2 separate regions of the Zea mays genome follow, and region 1 is linked to region 2. A link is a contact called in public Hi-C data. All regions are on one chromosome and are shown on one strand. The core of a region is the stretch at or near the end of the contact, and the rest is flanking DNA. Distances in the headings are between cores, read along the strand shown. Region 1 holds the start of LOC542248 (alpha tubulin 5). Region 2 holds the start of LOC100381448 (zinc finger protein ZAT2).

Region 1 (2,700 bases), core at 168-2,667, 130 kb before region 2:
GTCTGCAAGCTTGCGCACACGGTCCAGGCATAGATCGACAATCTCCTTCCCAACTGCATTGCACCATAATTAGAATTGAACATTTCCACAGTTGCAGAAGCATAGGACCCACTCCTATTATCTATTCAGACACAAGGTGAATTACCCGTGTAGTGGCCACGGGCAAAGTTGTTAGCTGCGTCCTCCTTCCCCGAGATGAGCTGCTCTGGGTGGAAGAGCTGGCGGTACGAGCCAGTGCGAACCTCGTCGATGACAGTGGGCTCAAGGTCGACGAAGATGGCCCTGGGCACATGCTTGCCGGAACCAGTCTCGCTGAAGAACGTGTTGAAGGCATCATGTGCGACGCCAACCGAGGAATCACTGCATCACAATCAAACCAGTGTTATAAAAAATAGATAGCATGGAACTCCAATAAGGCACGAACCATTGGCATATGCGCTTAAAGAGAATTTATAGCCTATGAAACCTGCCTCCTTGGGGTCCTAAACAGGATTTTTTCTATTATCAGGCGGAGCAGCATTAGGGCAATTTTCTATGGTACTACAAGATCAGGCAAACAGAGAAGGGTGCTACTTTTAACAGAGGGTCAGATGAAACTCGTGAATCCAGGGAGATCCATGGTCTGACACTCATCAGAACATCCCAGTTAAATTATTTATTTAGATGACATCCCTGCAGATTCAATTCTTCAGATCTTGCGCCTTACATACAGAGTTGGAAACCCTATCTGTCCCCAAGCACACAAGAATTAACGTGAGCTCCTCTACACGACCTCAACGCATCCTTCTGTGGCGCCTGCCTAATTAACAGGCCTAGTATTAATAGTCAAAAAAAACGCTAACGCAAACTCTTAATTAGGAAACGTTGCATCTGGTCCGGCTCATGCAATCTCTCAACAACCGGCAAAATGCACCAAAACCCAACAGACAACAACAACACATCCCACCCAACAAACAAATCCAGTCGCAAAGGACCAAACTGCGAGTGCAACGGAAAGGAACAGACGAACCAAAAATACGAAACGGATATGGAAGTACCATCACTACACCTACACGTCCCGTCATTTGCTCCGACTAATTGGAAGAAAACAACGCAGCGAATCTAGGAAATGCGACGCATGAGCACGCCAGAATTTTGAGGCGCCGGCTCCATAGAACGCGCAACAGCTTTAAGCTGCAAAAAATGGGTAAACAGGAGGAGCGCGTCGGGCGGATCGACAGGGATGCAGCACTCACCTGGGCATGGTGCCATCGTGCTCGATGCCGTGCTCGAGGCAGTAGAGCTCCCAGCAGGCGTTGCCGACCTGGATCCCGGCCTGGCCGATGTGGATGCTGATGATCTCCCTCATCTTGTTCGCCCGTCTGCGTCTGCCCTTCCTCCCTCTCCGCGCGCCGCGGTTTCTCTTGCCTTGGGCAGGGGCCTCCCTCCAATCTCTCCCTCTGTCTCTCTCTCTCTCTCCTTCCAAAATGTGTGAGATCGGGCGATAAAAAAGGGGGCGGAGGAGAGAGGGAGCCAGGGGAGGGGGGGTGCACTGGCGAGGAAACTGGAAACGGTTGCTTTTGCAACAGCCAGCGCTGTTTCGTGGGCGTTGTTCACGTGAGCCGGCCGGCCGGCCCGCCCGCTGCTGCCGTCCGTTAACGTGAACGCGGTATGAAAGGATCAAAGAATTAAGAATGCTAGGTGGACCATTGCAATGTTTGTACTGGATTTTATTGTTTTTACATTGTTTTTTGTCTCTATAAATTACAACTACAGCAATACAAACAATCGCCTTTAATCTAAAACGACCAATTGGTAGTCATAATTACATGCTTATTTTCTTGGTCAAAAAACTATATGCACTTTCTTAAAAAAAAGATCATAACCAAATGGATGGTTTAGAGTCGTGGTATGTATTCAGCCTCATATGTACAAATAACAAATGATAAGATAGGCTGATGGTAGCTAATCACAGTGCCTTGGTGTCTATAGCAGTCGTCAGTAGGTCACCATAGCTGACACGGCGGGTCTAATCCGGCTAACTGACAGGACAAGTGTTGCGACAATTTTTTACGCGGTCCTTAGATCTCCTATTTTAAGCCTATCTCACACTTATTTTAAACTTTTTTTAATAATAAACTACGGTTTAGCATCCTATTTTTCACACTCCATCCGTGGATAGTGGTGTGTGCATTGCCGGCCTGGGCCCTCTTCGGCTTGGATGCATCCAGACCGGGTGTAGGATATAGGCTGGCCGGGTGGGCGCCGCCATGGACCATGCGATGCGCCAAGGTGTCAGGCCAGCGCCGGCACGTGGGGTGCCAGCCACTCAGGTGAGCTGGGTCAGGCTGTCCGTCGCACCTCATGAAATAGTAGTACTCTATCGATTTGGAGTACACGATACAGCATAAAAAAGCTGCACCGAGTTCACCATATGGTCGTCAAAAATACATTTTATAAACACAGTACAATATACAATGTAAAATAATGCAAAACGGTATTTTTATTGACTATATAGGTGCAAAGTACATTAGTTCATCCATATAGTCACCAAAAACATCTTTTGCATTATTTTGTATTCTAGATTGTGTTGTCTGTAGACTGTAGTTTAAATATGGGTATAAGTATAAGTAAGCTGTTGGAGATTATCTAAGCTACCGTAAAATAGAGGTAGTCACAAAAACGCTATTTACGAGTGCGTTGCACTTAAGGCATGTCTGG
Region 2 (2,700 bases), core at 24-2,523:
ACGAAATTAACAGCAACGGCAGAACATTGTAATCACTGATCAATGGAATTGGAAAACTTAAGGAAGCTACATTTATAACCTACAAAAGATGCTTCTTCTCTTCAACTCTGTTTTCTTCTTATTATTTTTTTACCTTTATCTCCCCCTGACGATGCTCACCTAGAATCACCTCCGAGCAACGGAACTATCCAGAATGAGGGCGCTGATCTGCCTGCTTCAGCTTCAGGCACCTGGATTGAAGCGGGGATCTGACACGGCAGAGTGCTCCACCTCCTCGGACTGCGGCGCCACGTTCAGATCGATCATGGAGGGACTGTTGGTCGGTGACGCAGGAGTGGCGGCTGAGGTGGTGGAGGCGGTGGCGGTGCCGGCAAGCGGCGACGAGGCGCACACATGGGACTGCATGATGTGCTCCCCGAGAGCCTGCCCCAAGAACACGCGGCCGCAGTGGGGACACTCGCGCGGCTGCTGCTTTGCGTTCATGTCATCGTCCTCGCCTCCGTCACGGTGCTCCGGCAATGGCGACAGCGGCGGCTGGGGCTGCGGGGGTGGGGCCGGAGGAGCCACGGGAGGCGCGCAGCAGCCGCCTCTGCCGCCGCGCACGTTGCTGGCGCGGTGTCCGCCAAGCGCCTGGTAGGAGCGGAAGACCTTCTTGCACGCGACGGCCCGCGCCTCGGCCTCTATGTGGGCCGCCTGGTCGGCCAGCGCTCGCACTTCGACCTCCCGCTCGGCGTGGTGGATGGATGGGGAAGAGCTCCATGGTGGTTGGATAGGGCACGTGTGGGGCGCGGCCGCGGTTGCGGCGCGTTGCCACTCTGAGCCGCGCCGGATCTGGATCTCGCTGGAGCGAGAGGGACGGTGGCGGCGCCGCTGGAGAGAAGCAGTGGAAGCATGCGGGGGAGGAGGAGAAAGAGGGAGGCAGGGGCGTTGAAGGCGAGGTGGGCTCGGGCTCCGTTGGCGTTCGCGTCGTTGAAGGCGGGATCTCGGCCGCCGCGGCGCGTGGGGGATGGGGTTCGCGTCGTTGAAGGCAGGATCTCGGCCGCCGCAGCGCGTGGGTTTGGGCTCGGGCTCGGGCGCCATTGGTAGCGGTGGGAATGGGACATGGTGGAGGGGCTCGGGCGCGGCGGTTGCTGTTGCGGAGGCGCCGCGCGTGGGGAGAATGGGTTTGGGGAAGGGTGTTGCGGAGGCGGTTCTCGCGGGCGGGCGTGCGGTAGCGGCAGGATTCGCGGCGTAGGCAGGCGAGCGTTTCGCGGCGGGATTCGCGTAGCGTGCGCTGCGGGCGTTTCACGCGGGAGCCGTGCGGGAGCGGGCGGGGGCAGTCTACATTTGGGTCTTAATAGTTGTAGAGATTAAAAAGAGACTGAAACATGGTCTCAATCGATAAAATCTCTGAACTCTGGCCCTATTACTAGCAGGTCGTCACCGCCCACTCTATAATAGCCCAGCAGAAGGGTGGCGTGTAAGACATAACTCAGAAGTGGGTCAGACATAATGAGGGGACTTTTTTAACAAATCCGAAATTCGTCTCGATGGGATCGAACCTGTGATCTGGAGATGCTAATCATAACCCTTAACTATATTACGCTAGAAGCCCTTTCGAAAAAAATATTATTATAAAAATACATTTTGTTGAATAGTTCCCTCCGATCTATTTTTCCAAACAAGTCCTAAAGTTTAGTTAGTAACATAACGGAGGCCCGAGCGGGAGATTGACTAAACAAAGCCTAGAAAATCATTTAGATTTTGCGGCTCAGCAAAATGAAGTGTACACCCGATCTACTTATATCAAATGATTGGATATATGCAATGCAATGATTGGATATATACAGAGGTCACAAAAAGAATTGGCGTACAAACCACACACACCTAATCGATTCTCCTGCACAAAGGCTGTTGCATTCAGCAACCTGTACACTTTATTTATTCCTCGTCGGGAATCAGTCGTCCTCCTCCGGCGAGGAGAAGAACGACGACGACGAGCTGACCGAGAGGGACCTATGGTGTACACTTCATTATTCCTCGTCGGCAATCAGTGACTCGTCCTCCTCCGACGAGGAGGAGGAGAAGGACGAGGACGAGGACGACGAGCTGACCGAGAGCGACCTCCGGTAGGTGTACAGAACCGCGTCGGGCACCCGCGCCACCCAGCCTCCGCCGCGGCCGGACCCCGGCAGGTAGTACTCCGGCAGCGGCAGGCAGAAGAAGGCGAAGAGGAAGTCGCCCAGGCGCCCGAGCTCCCGCACCGGTGGCAGGAACAGGGCGCGCAGGACGTCGTCCGCGCTCAGCCGCCGCCGCCACCGCCCCGGGCGCGGCGGCCGCTGGCACAGCTCCGCCGGCACGCGCGCCGCTGCCGCCACGAACGAGGCGCTGAACACCATTTCTCGTTGGCCAAGCCTCCTCGCGCGCCCGGGGTTGGTCAGGACAGGACTCAGATGCTTGCTTTGCTTGCTCGGTTTGGCTTCGTGGCTCGTGGGGTTTTGTGTCGCGTCGCGTCGCGTTGCCGCGCGCGGGTTCTGGTTGCGTGGAGTGGGAGAGCCGAAGCGAGCGCGCAGGAGTTTTACGTGGGCGGTGCGGGCGAGGGTGCCGTGCCGTGAGGCAGGGGAACACGAGGGCCATGGGCCATCCAGCGGCCCGGCGCCCAGGAGTCCCCGCCGCCGCGCGGAAGGCACACGGGCTGGCGGTTTTGTGTTGAACAATAAG

The links. Hi-C and Micro-C count contacts between places; a contact is called where the count stands out from the background.
Region 1: a contact with region 2 is called in a Hi-C map of leaf, with 2.8 times the contacts expected there. The contact joins the promoter of LOC542248 here to the promoter of LOC100381448 in region 2. A contact is called at or near these places in 5 of 25 Hi-C or Micro-C datasets (bundle sheath, ear, leaf and 1 more).

Annotation. Positions count from the first base shown.
Region 1 is chr2:213,471,208-213,473,907 of Zm-B73-REFERENCE-NAM-5.0, reverse strand. LOC542248 (alpha tubulin 5) reads right to left here and starts at 1,417. Exons shown (of 5, transcript NM_001111854.1): 1 at 1,236-1,417; 2 at 146-360; 3 at 1-53. The coding sequence starts at 1,348.
Region 2 is chr2:213,342,777-213,345,476 of Zm-B73-REFERENCE-NAM-5.0, reverse strand. It overlaps LOC100381448 (zinc finger protein ZAT2), which reads right to left and starts at 1,273. Exons shown (of 4, transcript XM_035965473.1): 1 at 1-1,273. The coding sequence starts at 1,080. The coding sequence ends at 223. It overlaps LOC103647767, which reads right to left. Exons shown (of 1, transcript XM_008672280.4): 1 at 1,760-2,700. The coding sequence starts at 2,378. The coding sequence ends at 2,013.